Regions from separate parts of the Arachis hypogaea genome. Here region 1 is linked to region 2. Evidence: chromatin contacts called from public Hi-C data. All regions are on one chromosome and are shown on one strand. Each heading gives the region's core, a stretch centred on a gene start, on an enhancer-like site or on the middle of the called end of the contact. The rest is flanking DNA. Distances are from core to core; before and after follow the strand shown.

Evidence for each region. Hi-C and Micro-C count contacts between places; a contact is called where the count stands out from the background.
Region 1: a contact with region 2 is called in a Hi-C map of leaf, with 3 times the contacts expected there. The contact joins the promoter of LOC112777646 here to the promoter of LOC112775751 in region 2. A contact is called at or near these places in 3 of 8 Hi-C or Micro-C datasets (leaf and an unstated tissue).

What each region holds. Positions count from the first base shown.
Region 1 is chr19:99,176,348-99,183,790 of arahy.Tifrunner.gnm2.J5K5, reverse strand. It overlaps LOC112777646 (protein HLB1), which reads right to left and starts at 5,540. Exons shown (of 14, transcript XM_025822030.3): 1 at 4,807-5,540; 2 at 4,291-4,422; 3 at 4,039-4,108; 4 at 3,535-3,648; 5 at 2,355-2,438; 6 at 2,090-2,140; 7 at 1,804-1,833; 8 at 1,065-1,127; 9 at 875-940; 10 at 629-757; 11 at 405-440; 12 at 27-146. The coding sequence starts at 5,165.
Region 2 is chr19:98,858,512-98,866,066 of arahy.Tifrunner.gnm2.J5K5, reverse strand. LOC112775751 (methionine gamma-lyase) reads left to right here and starts at 3,267. Exons shown (of 3, transcript XM_025819585.3): 1 at 3,267-3,899; 2 at 4,120-4,406. The coding sequence starts at 3,433.

The sequences.
Region 1 (7,443 bases), core at 4,291-6,790, 320 kb before region 2:
TTCACTTGATTAGCCAGACTTCTTACCTGTTGAAGCCTTTCGTGATCCAAAATAAATTCTGATCGTTTCCAGTCATTATGAGGTGCAAGTGATCTCCCCGCGGGAGGTGCCGTTAAATATCCAATTTTAAGATGTGGTAGCGGTAGCTGTGGAAAATTGAATTCCATCAAGGTTAGTATAAAAATGTTCCCGTCATCTAATGCTCACATTTACATAGTAGTAATGACTACAATAGCTACAGGATAATGCATACTGCATGTTGATTTAGATGGCAGATAAGCTAGGTTCTAACTGGAAGAGGATGACCTACTTTAAATACCGGTGAAGGGAATGTGATATAATACAGTAGAGTGTTTTACTTAACTGAACATAATTCAGAAAGATCAAAGGGGTATATTACTCACCATAGATCGCACCAACCGCAAGGCACTGCTATAAACCTGTCAGATCCCAAAAATACAAAAATAGGCTGATTGTATGACGAAAAAGTGGGAGGATATTAAGTAAAGGAAGCAACAATAGAAGGATGGATTAAAAAGGCAATGTTAAGTAGAAGAAAGAGCAAGTCTATTCCGAGAAATTGATGCAACCAATAGGAATTTTAAATGAAGGTGATAGGGCATCTTACTGAATAATTTGGTTTCAATGCATGAGCAGCTGCAATATATATTGCAGATTGGCTGTACAATTCATTAGGTGAAACTTCTTGAGCATTCGCGGATCCCCCAGTTCTTAAGGTGTCCTCGGCTAAACCATACTGCAAAGATAGAAAAAAAGGAAAGTGAATTCTATACTCATAATACTGTTACATGCACACAAAGTAAAACAAAGCACAATTGCACGATATATAAGTAAAATGGAGAAGCATTATGACCAGAACAGTTCCGAGATTGTAAATTGCCCGATGGAAATCAAATTGTAATTGAATAGCTGCACGGAACTGCATTGAAGAATATTGGAAAGTTAAAAAGTGGAAGAGAGAATAAGTTATATGCTAAAGGACATAGTAAATGTAAAGCACTGGTTTGCAAATTCTATCTGGTATGCTCCTACAACTTTTGTACCTTGCTGATAGCAGTTCTTACAATCTTTTGCTTTTCTCGAACTGGAACAATGGCACTAAGTTCCTATATTGGGGAAAAAAAAAATCCAAAGCACAAAGAAAATAAGTTAGAACTCCAATACAGAAAAAATATAATTCATATATCAAGATTGATAGCAATGTCTTGTTTTATTTAATTAAGTTCATTTTATCAAAGAAATAAAATGAGGAAAGCCTGGGTGGTTATTTACTATAGAATAATAAATTTTAGTGACATAGTTACACAATCAGTGATATAATGTAATGACTATTACTTAACAAAATAAAGAAACAGTAGAATAAGCTAATTATGAAATAAGACTCTGGTTTAATATATCTGGAGTGTGCTACGTGTATGTACGGATAACCTTCTTAGCTAAGGATTAATAAAAGATGTGACTCCCCTAAATTTACTTAAATTGATAACTAGCAGCACTTGAAGATGAGATTTGTTTACGAGTCAAGAAGTGCTTTTGGCATAAACAAGGCCTTTCAGGAGAAATTCAAGTGTTCGGCTCCCAGGAAGGTGAAAACAGTTTCTTTAATATCTTTTCCAAGAAGCTCAAGTTTTTTGCTTCAACAAAAGTTCTACTATAAATCATTGCCCCAGAAGCACTACCCAAAAATGCAGTAAGAAGCATGCAATCTTAATACAGACTCATTGCTTTCTTATGCCTTTTGTATGAAATAAAAAAGTTTGCATACAAGTAAATCAAATATACCTGAAGGGCAAGTCCCCAGTTGTTAAGTGCCTGAAATAGATTTCAAGAGAGTCAATAACAACTAGTAGGATGTCAGTATGCAAATGAGAATTCTTGAAAAGAAATTTAGAAGTTGCAGGAATCAAACAAATACAGGATAAGGAAAGGAAACCTTTTTTATATAAAATACAATTAAAAATAAATATTTGTTTAAGGAAGCATGTAAAAAATAACTTTTTTGAAATGGTTTAACTCAACGAGAAATCACAGTACAAAGGGACAAAGTTTTAGAAATAATGAAATGAACCTGAGGGCTGTTCCAGTTGAGCTGGACTGCTTTTTCGTAGTTCCGTGTTGCCTGGGAAATGCAAATTTCAATTTTACAATAATCATGATGTGTGATGCTAAGCCTCTATATCAACTAACAGTTAACAAGACAACTATAAATTCAAATGTGAAAAATTAGTCCATTTATTTTCACTATGAATTCTGAATCCAGCATTATGCAGTATCCATCAACAAATTTACAATCTACAAGAGCAAGAGCTGCCAAGAACCATATTTTTGCTGACCTGTTTCCATAGTTCTTCAGCTTCCTTTGTGCGACCACGCATTTTTGCCCGATCAGAGATTGCTATAGCCCAATTGTAGAAAGCCTAAAGTTTGATAGAGGGAAAAAATTGTAAATTATAGACACTCATTTTGTTCACAGTATTATAATTACAGTATCCAATTACAAGCATACTTATTTGCAAAGAGGCACATATTTGGGTTTTCCTATCACATCAATAGACACATGACGAGGACAACTCGAGCATCACTACATTTAAGTCAGCATTCATCGTGCAAATGGATTAGCTACATGGCTACTGCCTCCAACATAGGGATAATGCTAGTTGTGAAAGCATGCCTAGTAACGCAATGTACATAGGGAATTGTGGACTGATAGAACCCAGAAAAAGGAATGCAATGGAAAAAAGAAATGGTAATGTACCAACAGTGCAATGCATTTTACTTTTCTTTTAACAAGGGTCACGGCTCAGAGGATGATAGTAAACACAGATCCAGCGGTCTAGCAAGACATGTTTTTATTGAGATGCAAAGTCTTCACTCACTACAGGCCGACTAGTTCATCCCACATAATTAACTAACCTAATAGGACAGAAGCTTATTTAATAAATGAGCCGAGCTTGAGAATTCTACTGTTAGGCCAAGTTGTTAATAGGCAATATCTGAATAAAATATTCGAAGTAAATTTAATTATATAAGCATGATATTTTGTAACCTTCACATATATGTCGTGTGTGTTATTTGAATATTATCGTGGCCAGACTAATTTATGTACAAAGTATCATCTATGGGTCAGGCTCATTAGGTTCAACTACTCCAGTTCAGATCTACCATCTATTAATCTCACTTACACCCTTACCCAGATCCTAGGTAAAAATTGACACAAATTCACAAAATATTCAATAGAATAACAGGCATTCAATTATGGCATGTTATTTAGAATGGAAATTGAAAGGGAGCCTTGGAATAACAGGACAATAGTCGTGTGACCTCAAGATAACATGTCCAAGCAGTGGAATCAGCCAAAATGCTATATAGTGAAAGTTATTGAGTACCAAGCCTATGTTATTAATATTAGCTTCCCCCCCCCCCCCCCCCCCCAAAAAAAAAAAGTTATTTTTCTCTTCCTGGGCACCACCCAAATAAAAAGTCATTTCATAGGATAAGGATACCCTTACATACATCATGTAGTGTGGGGCAAAGGCGAGTGGCCTCATCATACTTTTTACAAGCTTCCTCAAGTAAAGCATCTTTGGAAGGTGAAGTGGAATCTGGACTAACATTATCTGCACTTTCCTGCATGACAACGTAACAAAGATTGAGAGGACAGTTTAGGAAATAAAGCTCACATCTGCTGGCACTTGGAAAAATGGTAATCGATATCCATTTATTTCTAACATACAACACATATGAAGCTGCAATTGCAATCCCATTTCATGAGGATATGCAAAATGCATATTTCAATCAGATTAAAGCATGGAATGTCAATGCACACTTATATACCATTGTAATGTGATAGAATAATTTGTACTGAATACTTCAATCACATTGAAAGCATATAATCTAACCTAAAATGAAGAGTAAAATTAAAATCAAGCCAAGAACAAAACAGAAATTCAATAAGTGATTCAAAAAACAGCTGACTTTGATTTTACAACAACAATAAATCAAGACAGCTGTTCAGACCTGAAGCACCAATGCCCAATTGTATAGTGCATCATAATCATCTGGATTCCTCTCAATTGCAGTAGCATACCTACAAAGTTCATGTAAGAAATTACAAGCTCATAAAGGTTTCCACAAGAAACATATAAAAATTGCACCCTATGGCCATGGAGCTCCAAAAATTCTCAAAAAACGACAATGCAGGGTCCAAGTTTTGATAGAATTTCCCAATGTGACATTTTTTCATTGTATAGACGGGCAAGGTGACAATACCTCCTGGCAGCAAATGTGAGAATCCGTTGCCGCGATCGGCCCTCCTCGTCAGCACCTACAACACTGTTTATCAACTCCATTGCAGCGTTGTTCTGCTGTGTTTGCTGCTGCTGCTGCTGTTGACTCTGATGACTGCAAAATTCCCAAATCATGCATTACAGATCACATTACATGTTGCGCAAGGTGAAACCACTCCCAAATTCAAACCCATTTCTATCATTCAGATTTACCACAACAATATATGAATAATAATTCAAATAACTACAAGCAGTTAGTGTAGGAGCTAAATATGAGTAAATGCTCAAAAACTTCTCCTTCACGTATTTTCTATTTTGAACATCATATGTAGTTCTTCAACGTTGAAAATGTACGTATTTTCAAGTACTAATTCACGGTCGACAATTTTCAATCAAACATTCATCACTGCGAAATCGCTAAACAAATCGTAATTTACTCCATTTTCTCGATTTCTAATGTTCAGCGAGAGAGAGAGAGAGAGAGAGAGAGAGAACTAACGTGCGGGGAGAATTGGAATCTTCTTTGTCAGGTTCGGACTCGTTCTTCAATCCGTTAAGCAATTCCCTCATGGTGAAGGTTCGGTTCCCTTCGTCTTTCCGAAGCTGAGGTTGCGCCGGAGGGTTGGCATCCACCGTGTGGTTGGAACGGATCGCGGTTTCACTGAGATCTGCATCATTGTTAACAGCTGGATCAGCTTCGGATCTAGGTTCCGGCTCTGATCGCGCCTGTGCTGCAGGTACAGGAACAGGCTCAGGATTCGATTGTGGCTCTGGCTGAGGGTTGGGATTTTGGTCCGTTAGTGATTGGGGATTAGGCTCGGGTTGGACTCCGTTGTGGGATTCTTCTGGTTCGGGCATTTTGGGGTTTAAGCGAAGAGCTTTTCCGTGTGATCGCAGTCACAGGCACAGTTGAAGAACAGAGAGGGAAAGAGATAGGGGATTGGTGTGGTCAGAAGCAGAGGTTAGTGACAATGGAGAACGAATAAACACAAGACTGAGGAGGACGACAATATTTTAACTTTTATCTAATCTATGTTATTTTCCCTCGAAGTTAGATGAGGTGTATGGTAAAATTAGCTATTATATTTTACGTTATACAGACATAATTTTAAAAATTGAAAAATTAATTCCTTTTTACTCTCGTACATGTACTAAAAGTTTACATGCACCAAAACCACCGTCTCCTCCACTCTTAATTATGAATTTATGATTTGTTTACTCACATTTGCTATCTCTTTGTTATCTGTCTTTTCTACTTTTATATTTCGACCACATTATCTTTTGTATTTTGGTGAGTTTTTCTCTTTTTTCTTGCTTGATGTCCACTTTTTTTTTTTTTTTCTAATTCTTGATTTCAACTCTGATTTAGAGATTTTGGAGTTTAATTCTTCTCTGCTTTCCCTACTTTTACCTTTCGGTGACATTAACTTTTGCTTTTTGGTGAATTTCTTCTCCTTCTTCTTGCTTAATTTTGCTGCTTTTTTTCTCTCAAATTCTCGATTTCATATATGAGTTAGGAATTTTGGAATTTGATTATCGTTATGAGCCTGTTTGATTATAGCATAGGTTTCAGATTTGATTCAAATTTATGTTTGATTGTAGTTGGGTACAGACTCTAATTCTTTGAAAATATTTGGACCAAACTAACTATGAGTTTTCCCTGTTCAACATTGGGTAATAGAGTAACTTCACAGCAGACAATTACTGAAGAATGGGGTCCATATTAGAAAAGAGATCTTCTACTGTAAGGACTACTTCTAATTGGATTTATCGCTAATAAAAATGTTTACAATAACCGTAATTGCATTAGGTAAAATATATTGGACCTGGGCCCAAAGTTAGATTCACAGTTGGACCTGTTTCTGTAGTAGCCGTTGTTGGAACTCTTTGGACAAAAACTGAAAACCCTAGCCTAACCTCAATGTTTTTGTTTATTTTATATTTTTTAAGAAAATAAATAAAAAATTCAAAAAATATATTTTGAAAGGTTAAAAAATTAAAAAATCAACATTTTCATGTGTTATATATAATATTTTAAAGTATATGTCAAAGGATAATTTTGTGAACATATAATATTTTGAATAAGATGCACGTTTACAAATATTTGCATAAAAATTATATTATATAATAATATATTTTTAACAAAATTAACTATTAGATTGTTTTTTATTTTTTAACTAATAATTTAATTATTTTCAAATAATATACTATTACATTTTGTAATTACAAATAATACTGCATGATAATTAATTTTAATAAATAAAAATATTTTTATATGTATTTATATACTTTATATTTATTTATTTTTAAAAAAGATTGCACTTGCTATTTTAAAATAATATATATTAAAAAATATTTATATATTTATACATTAATATATTCTATATTTATAAAATCTATCAATACTCTCTTTTTATAATATTTTTTTATTTTTATTTAATAAAGTCTAATTATTCACAAAAAGTAACGCATCCAATATGCATAAAATTACTGAGCTCGTTTTACTTCTCATATTCAAAGACATTTGACGTCTCTTAACAACAATAAATACTCTCATTTAACTTGTTAAATTTTAAATATATCTTTTAGTCTCTATATTTATTTTAAACCAAACATAATATCAAGACATCTACTCAGTTTAACATATTTTACACCAAACACAATATATAAACTTAATCTAGTCTTTACTTTCAATCTTTATTATTAACAATTATTAATATAAACTTAGATTTAATAATTTTAATATATTATTATAATAAAAAATCACATTTTTAAACATTATATGTATTGATAAATAATTTAAATCAAATATATAAAATTTTAATACTTATAATATTTATAAAATGCAATACAAAATAAAATAATGCACACTTTAAGATTAAATATACGCCCCACAACAAAATCTGGACCCGCCCGTCTTAGCCAAGAAAATATTTATAAAATAAAATAAAATTCTACTCATTAAAACCCTTCAAATTAACACTAAGTGCAAAGAGTCTAATATTTTCTATAATCTACTGTGTGCAGCAGGTCTACATCAGAGAATCACTCTACTCAGTCTCGATCAGACACGCTGAGAAGTCGACATGTGTACATCTTACATCTACACATGTAGAAGAATTTGATTTCTACAGTG
Region 2 (7,555 bases), core at 2,018-4,517:
CGAACCGCGCGAAATGGTCGCCTATTACACGGCTCACTAACTCTGCCTGGGGTGTGGGGGTACCTATTATTCGTCGGCGGTCCGGCGCACCCCTACTCACTTAAAGGATGCTGCTTAATTACGAAGGAAATTCTTTCTTAATCTAGAGAGTTCCCTTTCGTTAAGCGCATCGAGCCAGGAGTGGACATCATCATCTGCAGACAAATCCAGATCAGAGCTTCTTTTATCCCGCAGCAGACTCGATTGTAAAAGAATCCGCTTTTCTCTCTTTCCTGATTTTGATCTGAAATGCTCTTGAAGTTGGTTTGGAAAAAACTCTTGGTTAAGTAAGAATTGGGTTTTGTATGAAAGAAGAACTTATTTTAAGTAAGGTGGTTTTGGGTGTTTTGGAAAAAATTATAAGGAGTGATGTTGGTTTTCAAATAAAAATGAAATTGTTTTGAGCTTTGACCTGTCAAGGTTCGTGGTGGTGTACCGCCCACATATTTTTAAAAGAGGATGTTATGTGGGGTTCGTGGTGGTGTACCGCCCACATATTTTTAAAAGTGGATGCTTTGTGGGGTTCGTGTGGTTTACCGCCCAGATGTGTGTGTGTTATTTTCCAATTGAAGATCTTACGAGGTTTGTGGTGGTGTATCGCTCGCAATGGTAGGGTTCATGGTGGTGTACTGCCTACTAGGTGGGGTTCGTAGTGGTGTACCACCCACCAGTTTTCAAGAAGACGATATCCGGGTTAGCTACTAGATGTGTCAGGCTCTGGAAAAGTAACCGACACGTGAGCTCACAGTCAGTAGGATAGGCATGCATCATACTGCATTTGTTTGCCATTGCTTGGGAGTGCTTAAATTATTTTGGTTTGCCTATCTGATAAGTTCTGCTTAACTGGTAACTGTGATATTTGTTGTAACTGTTCTTTAAGTGTGTTTGCCTTGTATTTGTTTGTGCTTGTGACTGATTTCTGTTTTAAGTATTGGTGGTGGATTGATGATAGCGGTCATGAGTTTTGTTGGGCCGGAGGCCAAAATTTAATTGTATATTGAGCCGGAGGCCACGACGGATGAGTTTGGGTTGATTGATCCCTTGGTATTTACATTGAATATTATGTCTACTTATAAAAATGGAATTTTTATGAAATTAAGATATGGGTGTTGGAATTTCAGATTTAATTACATGTCGATGTTTGAATAGATTCATAAGACAACGACGACTACTGAGCTTTTAAAACAGTTTTCGTTAAAAGTATCTTCTCATAACAATTTTTAAAACCCTCTACTGAGAACCCTTTCGAGGATGATGTTCTCAACCCCCTACAAATTTCCCTTTTTAGGATATAGACGTAGAAGTCATGAAGAGTTTACCTAGTTATTGTCACAACGTTTTGTATTGGTTTAGTTATTATTTATTATTTCCCTCGCCTTTATCTTTCACAATTTGTAAGAGGGATAGGATTTGTTTTATGTTAAGCTTGTAAGTTAATACTATGTATATGGTTATAAGTATATATTTATGTTTTGTTTTAAACGGTCTTTTGCAAAATACGATTTAAGTTTTAAACAGGCTCATATTTTAGTATTAAATATTTAAGAGTCGTCATAATACCCAAGCTATCAGAGTAGCGCAGCCGGAAGCGTGACATTTTGATAGTTAGGGTATTACAATCTGTGTATTAATTTTTTTTAGGGACTAAAATGTCCACTTTTAAAATCTTTAGGGACTAATTTAAATAATTATTCTAAAATTTAATTATTTTATGTTTTTTGGCTGCAATTAAAACTAGCATTTTAATATAAATTTATTTTAATATAATAAAATTTTTACTTATATTTATTAACTAATTTTAGTAAATAGAAAAGATTTATAATTTTTTATGTATTAGTATTTTCTATATTTATTTAAAATTTATTATATAAAGTCTAACAATATTCTTTTTTTATAGCATCTTTTAATTTTTGTTTAATAAAATTTAATAATTTATAAAAAAATGACATGTTCAATCAACACGACACGAGACAATGAACATATGAATTTTAAAGACATGGGAATCCGATACATATATAATATAAAGTATTTTTTATATAAATTATAATGATATTTTGATATTTTATTAATATTAAAATATAAATTAATTTTTTTATTATTTTAATATCTTTATTTAAGAGCAATGCTGTATAATCAATAAATATTATTATTTTTGGCCAGCATTTAGTCAGCAATCCCCAAGTAAGCGACCCGCAAAACAGTCAACAATAATTTGTTTTCATATTTACATATATTTTACATACAAGAAGTATATAATTTGTACTTATATTTACTAAGAGTTTTGCATACATGAATTAATACAATTTTATATTTAAATTTTTCAGAATTTACACATATAAATTAATAATTTTTTTATTAAAATAATTTAATATTTATGCTGAATAAATAATGGTTAAAAATATTAAAAATTGTTGACTCCAAAAATTTTTTTTATTTAATTATATAAAGTATTTAATTTTTTTTAATAAATAATAATATATATTATTTTTAAATTTATTTTAAAAATATATATTAAAAATAAAATTAAATATATTAAGATACAATGATATTTAAATATGTCAAAATGTATTTAGAGAATAAATTTTTATTTTCTATTAATATATGATTGAACATAAAAAAATAAACATACCTAAAATATGTTTAAAATTATTATACTTAATATATTTTATTATGTACTACTTTTGTACTCTCGTATATATAATTATAAACAAATACAATACAATACAATTTATTCACTTTCCTATGAGATGAGAATTTCCTAAGAGATGCGAAAGTGAATGTATTGTATTGTATTATATATATATATATATATATATATATATATATATATATATATAAAATACGCACCATGATATAAAACTCTTTTATTTCATTAATTTAAGACTTAATTTAGCCATTAAAATTATATTTGAACTTTAATTTAATTTTTAAAATTTTAATTATCTCAATTTAATTTTTAAACATTTTAATTGATTTTCTGATAAAAATCACCAAAAAAATTAACATAATTAAAATTTAAAAATTTAATTGAGACAATTAAAATTTTAAAAATTAAATTAAAAATTAAATATAATTTCAAAAATCAAATTAAATATTTTCTCTTTAACTCAGTATAGTAATTAATACGTTCAGTGGTTAGAAAAACAAAAAAAATTAATACATTCATACTATCTTGGAAAGAAACTTCCTCGTTAATAATTATTCATGGTCCAAACCATTATAAATACATATACATTGCACGCAAAACAAATCAAATTCGACTACTATTTGCACCTTTCCAACATCCAAGCCATATACACAGCTTAATTAAGTTTCCTTTTTTCTTCCTTCATCCCTTTAATACCCTGCGTTCCATCCTCCTCTTCTACAATAGCGAAGACAACACAACCAACCATGAGTGACACACTTTTCTTTGCAACAACCCCAAAACGCAGCCGTTCCGACGAAACTGGCAGCGGCGATGCCAAGAAATTGTCATCTGCTACCAACCGCCATGACCCAGCTGCTGCACTTGCGAGTGCGCGGCACGAGTTTGGAGAACACGGCGGGGTTAACATGTCGATCGAGGCTTCCGCCACGTTCACGGTGATGGAGCCAGAGACCATGCGGCGGATGTTCTCCGGAGAGCTTGGCCCCGACGGCGACTACTTTATTTACAGCCGCCACTTTAACCCGACGGTGCTCAACCTCAGCCGTCTCATGGCCGCCCTCGAGGGAACCGAAGCCGCCTACTGCACTGCCAGCGGCATGTCCGCCATCTCCGCCGTCCTCCTCCAGCTCTGCTCCAACGGCGGTCACATTGTTGCCTCCCGAGCACTCTACGGCGGCACTCACGCCCTCCTCCGCCACTTCCTCCCTAGGTATTAATTAATTAGCACTCCAAAACCATACAAATTCAAATTCAGCATAGAGAAAATCACGCTGGATCTTGGCGCACCATAACATTACTCCATTTATATTCCAACGTCGTATCTGAGTCTACTCTAACAAACTAATTTATTAAATTAATTAATTAATTAATTTTCAGTTGTAACTATTTTTTTAAACGGATTCTATTTGGTTGAAACTAACTTGTACTAGGGCGTGTAACATTACGACGAGTTTCGTGGATGTTGACGACGTGGAGATGGTGGAGAAGGCTATTGTGGAGGGGAAGACGAAGGTGCTGTACTTCGAGTCGGTGTCGAACCCAACGCTGAGGGTGGCGAACGTGCCGGAGCTGAGTAGGGTGGCGCACGGGAAAGGTGTGACGGTGGTGGTGGACAACACGTTCGCTCCGATGGTGCTGTCTCCGGCAAGACTGGGTGCTGACGTGGTGGTTCATAGTATCTCCAAGTTTATCAGTGGTGGGGCCGATATCATTGCAGGTTTGTGTTTGTTTCGGTCTTTTATCTTTTCGAATTTTTTTTTTAAAATTAAATTTTTTTTTTCATTTTTTATAGTATTAGAAAATAATTTTTTATTTAAATTAAATAAATAAAAAAATTTACAAAAATATATAAAATATAAAGTAATTATGTAAATGTACAATGAATATCCGAGATACTTGCACAATTTTTAAAGTGTATTGAAATATACATAAGTTTCAATTATCGTCTTAGTAACGGAGATGTGTATATAATTGAATTGTGGCTATGTTTGTTTGATTCTTATTTTTTTTATTTCATCTAATTGAATTCAAATAATTTTTAAATTTTAAAATTATAAAAATATTTAATTTAAAATTTAGATTACTATACTTTAAAATAATTAGTACCATAATATAAGAATATTTATTTTTATTAAATTAAATTATTAATTTAAATTTTAAATTTAATATTTTTATAATTTTATAATTTAAAATTATTTAAATTAAATTGAATAAAATAAAATGATAAAAATCAAACAAATATAGCATTAATTCGCCAATGAATAATAACTCAAATGGCATAATCTTCTCATACTCATCTAAGAGGTTGCGGATTCAATCCTTCGTATCTTTGGTAAAAAAATATATATATAGCATCAATTCAATTATATACACTAAAACACCAATTAAAATTTCTCTGAGATAAGGAGATTCTTTAAAAATTTTGCACGTACCTTGGATCTTTAGTACTCATCTAATTTTTGTGATCAAGTCTGAGTACCTGATATTTATTTATTTTTTTTGAAACCTTCTTGGTATATTATGTAATTATGTTATATTTTATGTATTTTTATAAATTTTATATTTATTTAATTTAAATAAAAAAATTTATTATGTAATAAAAAATATGAGTTTTTAGGAAAAGTTAAAATTTCACTTGATAAATAAAAAAGATTTTAAATCTTTTAATGTAATAAAAAAGATACATTTATCAGCATGAACTATAAGATTAGATCAAACACGTCATTAGTACTTGAATCTCCAAAATAATGGTATATAATTCCTCAGGGCATCATAGAATTAGTGACAGATCCAAAATATTTAAGTCGTGAAGAAAGATAATGTGGAGGTATAATTAGAAAAATCTTGGGGTGCATTACTTAAAAATACTACAAACAAAAAGTTTCAATAAAAAATGTGAATTAAATATTTAATTGCATAAAATACTAAAATAATATTTTAAAATTTATATTATTGATAAAAATAATTTTAAAATATATTAAGACAAATATAATTTTAAAAAATACGATCAAAAGTATAATTAAGTGCTTATTTATCATGTGATATACATTAAAATTTTATTATTTATTATTTAGTTACTATTTTATTAATTTATCTTATTTATTATTGTTTAAGATTTCATGCATTGAATGTATTGGAAACAATTTTTTTTTTCACTCACGGGTGTCCCTGTAATATTTAACAAAATCTTTAAAAGAATGATACATATTATAACTTAATAACTTTGTAGTCAATATAAATAAAATTAATTAATTAAACATATTATTTTTTATTTTTTTATTCTCTTAAAGATAGTGGATTCAAATTTTATTATTTAGATACTAGTTTAATAATTTTATCTTATTTATTATTGTTTAAGATTTCATGCATTGAATGTATTGAAAAAAAAAATCTTTTCACTCTCTTAGGGCTGTCTCTATAGCATTTAACAAAATCCTAAAATGAATGATACATATTATAACATGATTAATAATTTTGTAGTCAATATAAATAAAATTAATTAATTAAACATTTTTTTATTTTCTTAAAGATGGTGGAGTCAAATTTAATAAATAATAGAGAAAAATTGTAAAACATATTTATAAAATAAAAGATTTTAATGCATTAGGTGAAGTAATTAATTAGTTTTTTTTTTAATAATAAGTGAATACAAAAGCCACCATCCCTTACATTAATGAGTAAAAGGTCAATGATATAACTATATTTATAATTTTAAAAAACACTTTTAATTTTTTATTTCTAAAAATTGTTTTATTAAATATTTGTACTTGAAAGAAAAGTAATAATTTCAAAATTAAATATAATTTTTCTCAATATTTGTATGAACGGTCCTGTAAGATAATGTTTTAACAAAGATCACAACAAGCACGTGAGTCCTTTTGTCTAAAATGGTGGATGATTGGGGGCCACAAGCCGTGCGAATATGCGATTGATTCATTCCCCTTTCCCCATGATAATCTAGTTTTTAATTACATAAATCAAAGCAGATTTGATATTTGTAGTGACTACTTTTCTTGGCTATGTAGTCTGTCCGCATATTGTTACTATAATCTTTCTTTGTTGGAGAACATGCTCTATAGGACAATTATTAAATTAAAGTTAAATCAAGTAAATGGGACTCCTTTATCTTTGGATACATCCACGACTACGCTCTTACTCACTCACTATTCCAGCTCATATAGTATACCACTGTATCTTATCTACACATCAATCTGCAGATCCAAATAAGTTGGGTGTCCCACACATTACTATTAATTAATATAAAAAGATTTGTGGTTAGCTATTAAAACTTTTACAAATTACCCAACTTTAGGTATTTGGTAGTTATCATCATCATCTTTATTAAAGACATGAAACCTTAACGGACAGCGATAGTCCCCACTTCTGCGAGATATCAATTACAACGACAGTAGTAAGATACAATATTTTTGAGGATATATTTATTTATTTATTTATTTTAATTTTATTATAATTTTAATGACTAATTTTTCAATAAATTTAAGATAAATTCAGTAATAATTTTACATAAATAAAACTTAAAACACAAACGAACCAAAAATATATTTGATACAAAATAAAAATTTTAAAGACAAAATTAAAATAATATAAAATTTAAAAATATACTTTATCTTAAAAAAGGAAACAATGATGCTAGTAGTCCAAAATAATGAAAAAAGATATTTTAAAATGGTAATATTAATAAAGTGATATTTTAATTATCGTTAAATTTGTAATATTTATTATTTGTGAGCCTTAATATTTTAATCCAAAGATGATTAGTGGTATATTTTTTTCTAAAGTAACAATATAATTTTAGAAGAGTTAGATCCTAAAATAATATATCTTTTAATATTTTTTTTTACTTAA